Linked DNA regions of Mus musculus: region 2 is linked to region 1. A link is a contact called in public HiChIP or PLAC-seq data. All regions are on one chromosome and are shown on one strand. The core of a region is the stretch at or near the end of the contact, and the rest is flanking DNA. Distances in the headings are between cores, read along the strand shown. Region 1 has its middle 23 kb from the start of Zscan2. Region 2 overlaps Pde8a (phosphodiesterase 8A).

What was found. HiChIP or PLAC-seq counts read pairs in DNA pulled down with a chosen protein or histone mark.
Region 2: a contact with region 1 is called in a FOXA1 HiChIP or PLAC-seq map of pancreatic cancer cells. The contact joins two enhancer-like sites. A contact is called at or near these places in 3 of 115 datasets of contacts at active chromatin or transcription factors (embryonic stem cells, large pre-B cells and pancreatic cancer cells).

Annotation. Positions count from the first base shown.
Region 1 is chr7:80,834,740-80,840,444 of GRCm38.p6, reverse strand. No RefSeq gene overlaps it. Among named protein-coding and RNA genes, the nearest start is that of Zscan2, 23 kb to the left of the region's middle. Within about 2 kb of position 2,499, at least 73 of the 459 cell types and tissues checked have an H3K27ac peak or open chromatin away from gene starts, as enhancers often do. A contact at or near this core is called in pancreatic cancer cells, where this site is marked.
Region 2 is chr7:81,317,540-81,323,244 of GRCm38.p6, reverse strand. Pde8a (phosphodiesterase 8A) reads right to left here. Exons shown (of 22, transcript NM_008803.3): 15 at 4,129-4,177; 16 at 3,787-3,922; 17 at 2,395-2,593. Among named protein-coding and RNA genes, the nearest start is that of Rps17, 25 kb to the left of the region's middle. Within about 2 kb of position 3,309, at least 70 of the 459 cell types and tissues checked have an H3K27ac peak or open chromatin away from gene starts, as enhancers often do. A contact at or near this core is called in pancreatic cancer cells, where this site is marked.

The DNA of each region.
Region 1 (5,705 bases), core at 1,250-3,749:
GAGAGATAAGCTTTCTAACTTTTTTTTCCCCTGACCTAGGTGTCCCAGTGTCACAGAGTTGTGTCACATGTCCATGTAATTGTTCTGGTATAACTCCAGTTGTTTTCATATGTTGTTTAGGTCAAAAGATTTTAACACATTGTGGCCATTTCAGCTTTCTTCTTAAATTCATCTCTTTTATGTGCTAAATTATTTTGTGGGCATGCCCAATTAAAATACATTCACTCACATGTAAATGAATGTACCCACAAGCACACCCCAAACAAATAACAATACAATGTAACATAAAGGAAAAGGGATCTATAATAAGGGGAAAAAATGGCTGGAAAATCCATTTCCTATTTTTATTATAGGGACTTCTTACAATTAACTAGATGGTATATTGTTTCTTACTGGAGCCAGAGTTTTAGATGTTTGTTAAGGTCAAGTCCAGGCTGTGAAACAAGAGTTCTTTCATGTGCTCAGAATGAGTAATAGCTTAGAGTAAGGCAGGATTGAAGGTTAAAGATTAACAGCTCATCAGCTCTGACAAAAAAAATGGAGGCCAAAGCCTGTAGGCAGAACCCAGGCTGGGACTCAGTTTGCTCCAGGTTAGACCCAGAGGGCCAGGATCCTTCTGGACATTTATTTGCTCCTAAATAAGTTGTAGAAGCAAATTACTAAGTAATATTCATAGCATGATTCTACTCTCATTTAAAAAAAAATGTGTGTATTTCATCAATGCCATAGCTTTGTATCTACTAATACCTTACATTTTCATGCTCTGAGACAGGGTCTAAGCCGCCCACCCAGGTTACACCATCTGGTCATCTGGTTTTTATTGCTCCAGATTTTCCAGTCAAAAGACTGGGGATTAATTTTGAACCATTCTCTATGACTGTAATGTAAAAAAGATTTTGCTAATATAGTGCTGTTGGCCAGGTACATGTCTTTAATCCCAGTAGTACTCTAGAAGTGGAGGCAAGAAGATTTCTGTGAGTTCAAGGCCAGCCTGGTCCACATAGCAAGTTCCAGGCTAACAAGGGCTACATAGTGAGTCTCTGTTTCACACAACAAGAAAACCCAGGCTATTCCTTCCTTAGCGTGCCCCACTGTCAGGAGTACTTTCTCATTTCTTCCTACACAAATCAAAAGCAGACAGGTAGACAAACAGGCTTGGGGGATGGCTCAGTGGATAAAGCACTTGGAACGTAAAAATGTGGACAAAGTTCCAACCCGTGGAACCCATGTAAGAGCCCTGAAGGCCTGCTGACTTCCTGGAACCCCAGCATTGGGAGAGAGCGCTAGGAGGTCCCTGAGAGTAAGCTTTCTGGTTAGAGCAGCTAGAATTGAGGAGATCCACATTCAGCCAGAGGCCCGGCCTCTATAGAGGACAAATGAGGAGGGCACCAGATGTGAGCCAGGCCTTCATGGCCAAACACATAAATTCAAACATGCGTACACACATATGCATGCCAGAACAAAAAGAAAGAAATTATTGAAAGTAAAAGTGTCTAACTAAGACTGGAGGAAGCAGAGCACTAGGACAAGCCTGGGTTTCAACCCTGTACATTGGGAGGGGGAGGGGGAAATACATAAATGAATGAATGAATGAATGAATAAAAATGCTTGAGGGATGAGTGGGTTGCACACACCTTCAATCCCAGCACTTCCGAGGCAGAGGCTGGTGGACCCAGTCTGGTCTACAGAGCTAGTTCCAAGGCAGCCAGAGCTACACATAGCAACCCTGTCTCAAAAAGAAAAAAAGAAAGAAAAGAAAAATGTTTGAGACTTTTCTCTTTTAAGGATGCTCACCTGGCAATTTGTATAACATTACATTTCAGAAACACCATTTCCTTGGCCGGATTTCAGGGTCTTTCTCCACCTCACAGGGAAAACGCTCTCCTTTCTTCTGAAGTCCCTGGCTCCATCCCTATTTCCCTAAACAAGAGCACATCCTCCTCTATGCCCATCTCCAGCAACTTCCTCCTCTTAGCCCTCCCCCAGGGCGTGGTCCCCCTGGCAGTGCCACCATCTGTGACTGGTTTTAAAAGGAATGTTCTTTCTCGGGTTCTAGCTTGCCACCGGCCTCTAGGCCTCTATTCTCATGTGCTGTCTGTCCGTGGGATGGCAGCAGGAAGCAGGTAGCAGAATCTCATGAAATCCGACCTCTCTCTGTTCTGCAAACTTCCCAGCCACCAAAATTCTCCTCTTTGCCCCACTCCACCGCCGCCTTTTTTTTTTCCCCCAAACTGGATGTGAGGTATACCACTGAACACAATTTAGTGCGGTATAGGTCTCAGCACAGTGGAAACTCTTTCTGCAGGACCCAGCACTTCTCCAGCGGATGATGGGGGATATTTCTGATCCCATAGCCTTCAGGGATGAGCGACTTCTCAGCTACCATTGTCTTCAGATTCATCTGCATTAAACTTGGTGAAGCTGCACTTCTTTGCGTTGTGAATCATCTGTGGCCAGGCAACTTGAACTTGGCAGGGCTTCAGTCACGTGTTCCTTACTCTGCAGCTTGGTGAGAACTGTCGGTCGGGAGGTCGGGATGACTTGGCCAATATGAACCCTGGCCACTATGCTCAGAGGCTTCCCAAAAGCACTCGACACTGAAAGTGGAGCCTGTCAGCCCCACACAGCACAGCATCTTGTTGATGCAGATGGTGTGAAAAGGGAGTGACCTCTCTCGGATATGAAAGCCATTTTTCCCATAACCCTTCACAATGTATTTGTCGCCACTGGGAACGCCTGGGCAGAAGCGAGTGTCCCGTAGTGTCTTTGTGATACCTGTAAATCAAATACGCGAGATGTCAGAGCAGGGGCTGAAGAGATGGCTCAGCGGTTAAGAGCACTAGCTGCTCTTCCAGAGGACCTGAGTTCAATTCCCAGCAACCACATGGTGACTCACAACCATCTGTAATGGGATCCGATGCACTCTTCTGGTGTGTCTGAATACAGCTACAGTATACTCATATAAATAAATCTTGAAAAAAAAAAGATATCAGAGCAAGAGATGTGAAACTCACCTCAGAGCCCTCTGCAGAGATGATGCCCCAGTTACTCTACCCTGCCCTTTAAACAACTCGAAACAAAACCAAGACACCTTAGAGGTGCACACTTGCTAGCCCAGCACTCAAAACTGAGGCAGGAGGATTTTGAGTTATGGAGTTCCAAGTCTGCATAGGCTAAGCAGAGACACCTTGTCTCAAAACAAACAAAAACCCACAAGAGATTTATGTTTTGTTTTGGTTTGGTTTGGTTTTGGTTTTTCGAGACAGGGTTTCTCTGTATAGCCCTGGCTGTCCTGGAACTCACTTTGTAGACCAGGCTGGCCTCGAACTCAGAAATCCGCCTGCCTTTGCCTCCCGAGGGCTGGGATTAAAGGCGGGCGCCACCATGCCAGGCTTGTTTTGTTTTTAAATGCAGATGTGGGTGCATAAGCAAGTTTGTGGAGGATCAAGGACAACCTCAGGTGTCATCTTCAGGACATAGTCTATCACTTGTGAGACACGTTCTTTTGTTGGCCTGGAGCTCATCAATGGATTCTACTGGGGTGTAGGTGAGATGGGCAAGCTCTTTACCAACTAAGCCATCTCCTGAGCCCCAAGAGCTCCCGATTCTGATTGGCCCAAGTGTTTGTTTGTTTGTTAGTTGTTCTTTTTTGAGATGGGGGTGGTGGCTCAGACTGGCCTCCAAAGTGCTGTTCAGCAAAATAAGTGACCTTTAACCTCCTGATCCTTCTGACTCTACTTCCCAAGTCAGGCTTGCTCCATTCTGCCTGGCCCCGCTATACAGCTTTTTCTATTACAGTGGTTCTCAACCTTCCTAATGCTGTTAATACGGTTCTTCATGTTGTGGTGACCCCCAACCATAAAATTATTTTTTGTTGCTACTTCATAACTGTAATTGTGCTACTGTTATGAATGGCAATGTAAATGTCTATGTTTTCTGATGGTCTTAGGCAACCCCTGTGAAAGGGTCATCTGACACCTTCCCCCTCCCCCAGAGGGGTTATTGCAACTCACAGGTTGAGAACAGCTGTTCCATTACAAAAAGATATGCAGCAAAACAGTAATAGGGAGTTTTGGGCTGTGGGTTTTTTTTTCCTAAACAGACATGTCTCCAACCTTTCCTTACATGTATTTATAGTTTTAGAAATGAACTTATTATGTATTTATAAAAATAAAGCGTTCTGTTGGAAGAAATGAGAAACTTCCCTGGGGAAGGGCTGTGTGAGTTCAGCATGAGTCATTATTAAATAGAGACTCAGTTGTCTCAAAAGAAGGCAATGCATGAGGGTCACGACCGCTTCATCATGGGGCTCCCAGAACAGAGAAGTCTTTTTAAGAGATGTGGAGTTCAAGGGCAGGAAAGGAAGTTGGTTTTCAGTTCTTGGCAGGAGGTAGTGGGAAGTACCATAGAAATCTACCTCCCCCCACCAAATAGAGGGTCCTTAACTCTGTTATCTGTAAATAAGTCCCCCCTCCTTTCTCTTACTCCCTGACCCTCAGGGTCTTAAGTTGTTCAAACCAGCCTTAGACTTCTGAGCCCAAGGAAAATCCCTTCACTGTCTGGAGTGCCAGAGCCTGCGTACCACCCAGGCTTAGAGGGACAAGCCCACTAACGGAGATTCCCCACCACCACCTTTGTGTATGTTTGTATGTGTAATATATGAATTTGTGTGGTTGTGCTTGCTCCTGTGGGAGACGGTGAGTGACACCAGAGGGTGACATTTGCCTGTCTTCCTCAGACACTTATCATCTTTTTTTTATAAATAAATTTATTTACTTTCATTTAGGGTGTGTGTGTGTGTGTGTGTGTGTGTGTGTGTGTGTAAGCCACATGTATGCTTGAGCCTTTGGAGGCTAGAAGCAGAGTTTCAGATCCCCTGGAACTGGACTTCCAGGCATCTGGGCTGCCTGATGTGGGCTGGGAACTGACTTCAGGTCCTGCAGAAGAGCAGTGAGTGATCTTAGCCATTGAGCCAGCTCTCCAGCCCGGAGGGGATGCATTTAGGAAGAAATGTTTCCATTATTATACTATTGTGATAATCCTCATGTGACACATTTCCTCCACTAAACATTAGATGTTTTGTTTTCAATTTTACCTAGAAGGAGAACTGGGCCTGGCCAGATGGCTCAGCAAGTGACGTGCACTTGTCAAACAAGCCTGACTAACTTAAGTTCTGTGCCTAGAACACACATGGCCTTTGACTTACACATGCATACACAGACACACACAGATATACATGCTGACAGATATAGACACACAGAGATATGCATATATACACACACACACATAGACACACACAAATAAATATATTTTTTTTTATTTTAAAAAAGGAGAAATTGGGAGGGGATATGAAATTTTCAGAGGGGAAACTAGGAAAGGGGATAACATTTGAAATGTAATAAAAGAAAATATCTAATTTTAAAAAAGGAGAAATTAATTAATTTCCAAGTTATTCACATCGGAAGTGGCTCAAGTTAAAAGGAATTTAAACTAATTGTTCTATTTTTATTAATAGTAAAAATGAAAATAAATTATTGTTTCTAAATTTGTTCACTTTTATATGAATTATCTGAAATCTCTCAATGAATAAAATTAATAAATAATTCTTAAAATTAACTTAAAATTAATGTGTCTATTCAAAGGAATTTAAACTAGAAAATATTCCTAAATTTATGTATATAAATGTGTTTGTGTATATAAACATA
Region 2 (5,705 bases), core at 2,060-4,559, 480 kb before region 1:
GAGAGTGTGTGTGTGTGTGTGCGTGTGTGTGTGTACATGTATGTGAATGAGTATAAACACATGAGTGTTCATGCACACACATGTGGAGGCCAGAGACCAACCTCAGATGTTTGTCGAGAGCATCTACCTATTCCTTTGGGACACATTTCCCTCCCTGGGACCTGGGTGGGGCTCTACAGCTAGGTGAGGCTGGGTAGCTTCAGAGCCCCAGGCATCCACCTGTGTTGGCCTTAGCGATTCTGGGAGTACAAGCATGGACCACACCACCAAGCCCAGCTTTTGCTTGTGGGTGCTTTACTGGCTAAGCTCTCTCTCTAGCCAAATCACTCAATAGGTTTGATAAGACTTTTCATTTTATATCAACATTTGTCCAAGCACATGACACTCAAATGTAGGATGACAAATGAGTGTGCCAAACTGGACGGGGGGGGGGGGGGGGGGGAAAGCCCGTAAGGCCTCAACCATGTGTAAACACCACAGGCAACAGGAGAGCTGGGAATCTGCCTGCGGGAAGAGCACACCTACGAGGGGTCCAGCCCTGAAAACATACATACAAGTAACGTTAAATGGACTCAACAGGCAATACTTAGAAATATATGCATAGACAAATACGTGTCTGTATGCACTAAGTTGATGGACAAGAGGCCGTGGAGTTGAAGGTAACAAGGGAAGGCTTGGAGGGAGGTGAAGGAAGGTAGGAATGTTGTAATTATACCCCCCCCCCCCCAAAAAAGCTGGAGCCAGGGATGCTCTTGCACAGCTTTGATTCCAGCACTTGGGACACAGAGGCCGCTGGATCTCTGAGCTGAAAGCCAACCTGGCCCATATGAAAAGACTGTCTCAAACACATTTTTAAAAAAAATCTGTCATTTTTGTTTCACTTCTTTGGGAGCTAGAGGCAGGAGGATGTGAGACCAGCCTCCACAACACCATGAGTTCAAGGCCAGCCTCAGCTACACAAGCTCAAGATCCTATCTCAAAAATAGCTACTGTCTTAGGTCAGCAACAAACTACAGCAAAAAGTGTCCCTTTAGCCCATACTCCGTCCCCAACACACACCCCCTCCCTGGCTACTTGTCTCTGCTCAGGGAAACAGCCTTCTCTCTCCATCCTTAACCCGGCCTTGGCCTTGGTATTGATCTTTACAATATAAAGGCACTGGGCTCGAGATTAGCGCCATTACTTGCCCAGCAAGCACACGGCACATAGTCCACACTGTCCTAGCTCTCTTTCATCTGTGATGAAATACTGACCAAAACCACTGTGGGGAGCAAGGGAGTGTTTTTACTTTATAGATACATCACTGAGAGAAGCCAGGGCTGGAACTTGAAGCAGAAAGCACAGAGAAACACTGATCGTTGGCTTGCTCAGCCTGGTCTTTTATACACCTCAGGACCACTTGTGCAGGAATGGCACCACCCACAGTGGGCTGGGAACTCCCCCTCCCATGTCAATCATTAATCAAGAAAATGTCCCCATTCATGCTAACTGGACACTCTGATGGAGGCAATCAAGTTGACAAAAACTAACTGGTACAAATACCCAACTCCATATTAAAAACAACAAGAAATTGGTGCTATCACAGAAGGACCCAAAAGACTTAGATCTAAGTGGTCCGACCCTCACAGGTAGAAATGAACATCGCTGGACCCGCCCTGTGCCAGGGCATCCTCCATTTTGTTCTCCACACACCAGCTCCATGGTGTATCATGTAGGATGCACCTGGCTCTGTGTGGCTGTAGCCATTCTTGGCCCCAGACAAATGCTTCAGACACTGACGTATGACCTGAATGGTTTGCCTGCATGTCCTAGGCACAGGGAGTGAAGAAGAAAGGGGAGTCCTTCATGGCGGTGTGGCACGGCAGTGTATCACAGTGTTTGAAGTCTGAGTGCCTGTGGGGCAGGAAGCGGCTCAAGGCAGTGATGGGCAGACATGCTGCTCTGGAAAGAACACAATGGCAGCACTGTGCGAATGCTGTGAGGGACCAGGAGAGAGGAGTGACCTCCCTCCTGGGGCAGGAAAATTAGAAGCTCTGTCTGAGTCAGATGGTTAGCCAGCAGCTGAGGGGCTGAGGGGCGGGGCAGGGCAGGAATGGTCAGGACTCACAGCACAGGTGAGGGGCTTAAAAGAGGCTCAGTGTGCCCTTAGGTCCAAACTGAAACCCCTCTCCTCCACGGGGACAGCCCTGTTCTGTCTCGGTTGGTTTCTCCTTGAGGACTCATAGACTGGCGGAGACTGCAGATTAACCTATCAGCTGCTTCCTCGCCTTCCATGCTGCACGCTGCACGGGTGAGGACCACTCTGGTTATTACGGTGCAGTGAGGGCAGCTGAGGCGGAAGCCCCATCTCTGCCCACTGTTGCTGTTGAATGAGGAACAGGAACGCTAGCTCACCTTTATTTTGTCTCTGGAAAGGAAATACGCCGTGGCGTGAAGCACATCCGCAGCGTGTGTGGAATTGTGGTAGGGGTTAGAAGAGTGGTAGTTGGATTCGATCATCTGAAACCAAGATCTCAGCGTTGTCTCAGAGCACTGTAAGAACTCACACATTCCAAAACGCGCAAACGTTTTCAGACCTAGATAAATCAAAGGCCTACAAAGAAAAATATGCACAATATAAAATAGAGCAAAAACCAGTTACCCGAGTTCTGAAGAGACCCAAAGTACATTCAAGCCACAGTGCAGAGTACCAGGGCAACTGATCTGCACTGCTGCACTGTATTCCATGTGGGCTGGAGGCCACACAACGGTTTCTTTCTGCCTTAGCCTGCTTTAGGCATCTTGATTTGCTGGGGTGAAGTTCCCACCCTGCTTGCATAAGTACAACCTTCAGAACCCTGCCTTTGCCAGACTATACAGGCTACCTGTAATCCTACCCTCACGTGTTACTTCTGATGGCCTACCTAGAGGAAATACCACCAAAGTGTGACATAAACCAGACGCAGACACACTCAGGTGACTAATCACCTCAGCAACTTTATAGTCTAAAGTTTAGACTTTACCTCGAGAAATTGACCAGCTACTAGCAAGCATGCCTTCCTTAGATTTACTGACTTGACTTAGAAGGTTAAGAAATCAGCCCACAGAAGCCATCTCAGAGGTCATCACAGACCTCGACCTGGCCTGCCTTCCACACTTTGGAAGCTGTGATGGCTCGGAATGTAAACCAGGGGCTCAGGGGCTCATTGCTATGGGATGTGCCTGGCCACTGCTAGGCTGTGTGCGTGGGAGTCTCAGTGTAGACAGCTCACCCAGTGGGGTGAGACCGGTGAATCATTCCACAACCTAGCAGAGCCACCCTCCCCAAACTGAACCGCACTCCTGGCTGGCACTGGCTGTGGGTGCCCAGCCCTATGTGCCAAGATCCTGTGGTTAACAGCTTTTACTCAGCAAAACCCAAACTCCCAGTCAGCCACCATAAGCCGATGAACATAACTAGGGTGGAGTCTTTGTGTGGGCCACCAATATGGCAACCAAGATTTGAGGCTAGTTTTATCAAATGTGTAACTAACCATATTGGTTCTAGGTTTGGAGCAGGAGACTCTTTGTTGCTACCTTATATAATACCACATACTAGAGAAATTAGGGACTTGTGTCACAGGAAAACCTGCTATTTAAGGAAGCCATCAGAGCTGGGCAAACTCTGCCTGGGGCCTACTGACTCAACTTGAAGTCCCTCTCCTCCTTCCTCAGCCTCTGTCCCCACCCCAGGAATGGCTCTGCACACACCTCTGCTGCTTGGGCGGGCGGTTCCCTGCACAGGCCTTGGAAACAAGCTCTACCTACCTATTTTGGGTTGCTACTTCCAGCTCAAAAATGTCAAAGTCCCACTGTTCTTCATTTTCTATGGCCAGGGCAATCCGTGGTGGGACATCATGAAGGGAGACGGGGGTGGCCAAATTGTTTGAAAGTGGTGGGAGGTCTGCAAAGTAACAGAATTTGGAAAACGACGACGACGTTAACAGGTTCGTGGCATTTGGTGTTTGGGGTAGGCCGTGCTATATCAGAAATGGCTGCTTTGCTTCTGAGGCTTCACGGCGTACCCAGAGCTTACTGATGAGAGCGAGCATCATCTAATCTGGGCCAGAGTATTATAGCAATGTAAGAGATTAAAAACAGAGAACTTACTTTTTGTTGCAAGAATATACTCATTTCCTGAAAACCTTCGTAAGCCATCCTGGTGAAAATCAAGAAGACAAGAAAAGGCATGGTCACATGGTCTTCCTTCCTGACTGCATAACCCAGATGGACAGCCCCAGAGAGGACAGTCCAGCACAGCCCAGTGCAAGGCTGCCCAGCCCAGCAGGCTGACCACTGTGGCCAACTCCAAATTTAGTCACCTCCTGGGAGCTGCCCTACTGCTGGAGCCCAGGCTCAGGCAGGATGACCAGTGAGCTGACCAACTACTGCCCACCATAGTGACAACCACCCTCTGCCCTCAGGTCACCCCCATTTTCTTCTTCTCCAAACTCAGCTGTCTCAGGAACACTTCTCTCTCACCTTCTGAGTGGACGCCTCCCTCGTCCCTGAGGATGGGACTAACCACTCAGTACCCCATGTGCTCTCGGGGCGCCCTCTCCCCATGAGCTCCAGGACACAGGAATCGGGAGGGAGCAACTTTTATTTCTAAGACGGCAGCAGAACAATGGTAGTTGTCTTCGCTTGTGAGAGTGCTGCTCTGCACTGGCTGAGGTGGTGCCTGGGCTCCTCAAGAATCCCCATGTAGTGACATGTCCCTTTTTTGTTTTTTTGGTTTTTTCGAAACAGGGTTTCTCTGTGTAGCCCTGGCTGTCCTGGAACTCACTCTGTAGACCAGGCTGGCCTCAAACTCAGAAATCCGCCTGCCTCTGCCTCCCAAGTGCTGGGATTAAAGGCGTGTGCCACCACTGCCTGGTGGTAGTGGCACATCCTTAATGCCTTCTTCCTAAACAGTTATCCAAAGGCTAGTGGGGCGCCCTGGCCCTTTTTAAACACATGAAGGCAGGAGCTAGTCTCCACTCTGCAGTGCATCGTGTAGCACTCCGGCAAAGGTGTGTGGTGTTCGTTTGCTTTGTTGGCTCCTTTTTGTGCTGAGGATAGAACTGAAGGATTTGCACCCTACCACCATGGTTTTTCGTCTTCCCAAGACAAGCCAGGTGTGGTAGTGTACACACTTTGTCAGAGACAGGTGGATCTCCATGACTTCAGGCCAGCCTGGTCTACCTAGCAAGTTGCAGCCAGCAAAGGCTACATGGTGAAACCTTGCCTCAAACAAACAAACCAACAGAAAACAACAACAAACGACACTTTAATACAATTGAAATGTCTTGTAAAACCCTATGTGACCCTGGAGAGGGTTATCAGTGGACCGTCTACAACACTGTTGCTTTCTGCTGCTCCAAGCTGAGGATTCCCTGGGAGGTAAGCAGCAGGCAGCCCCATAGTCTAAGTACAGCAGAACACAAACCATGGAGAAGATGTGCTTTACCGAGTCCTACACGGGTGCTCTGCTTGTCTTTTTAAAGCACTGTCCAGACAACCTCAGAGAAAGCAAACAGGAACAGACAGGCTATAGTAGCCTAGGAGATAGACTTACAGACATTAAGCTATAGTAGCCTAGGAGATGGACTTACAGACATTAAGCTATAGTAGCCTAGGAGATGGGCTTACAGACATTAAGCTATAGTAGCCTAGGAGATGGACTTACAGACATTAAGCTATAGTAG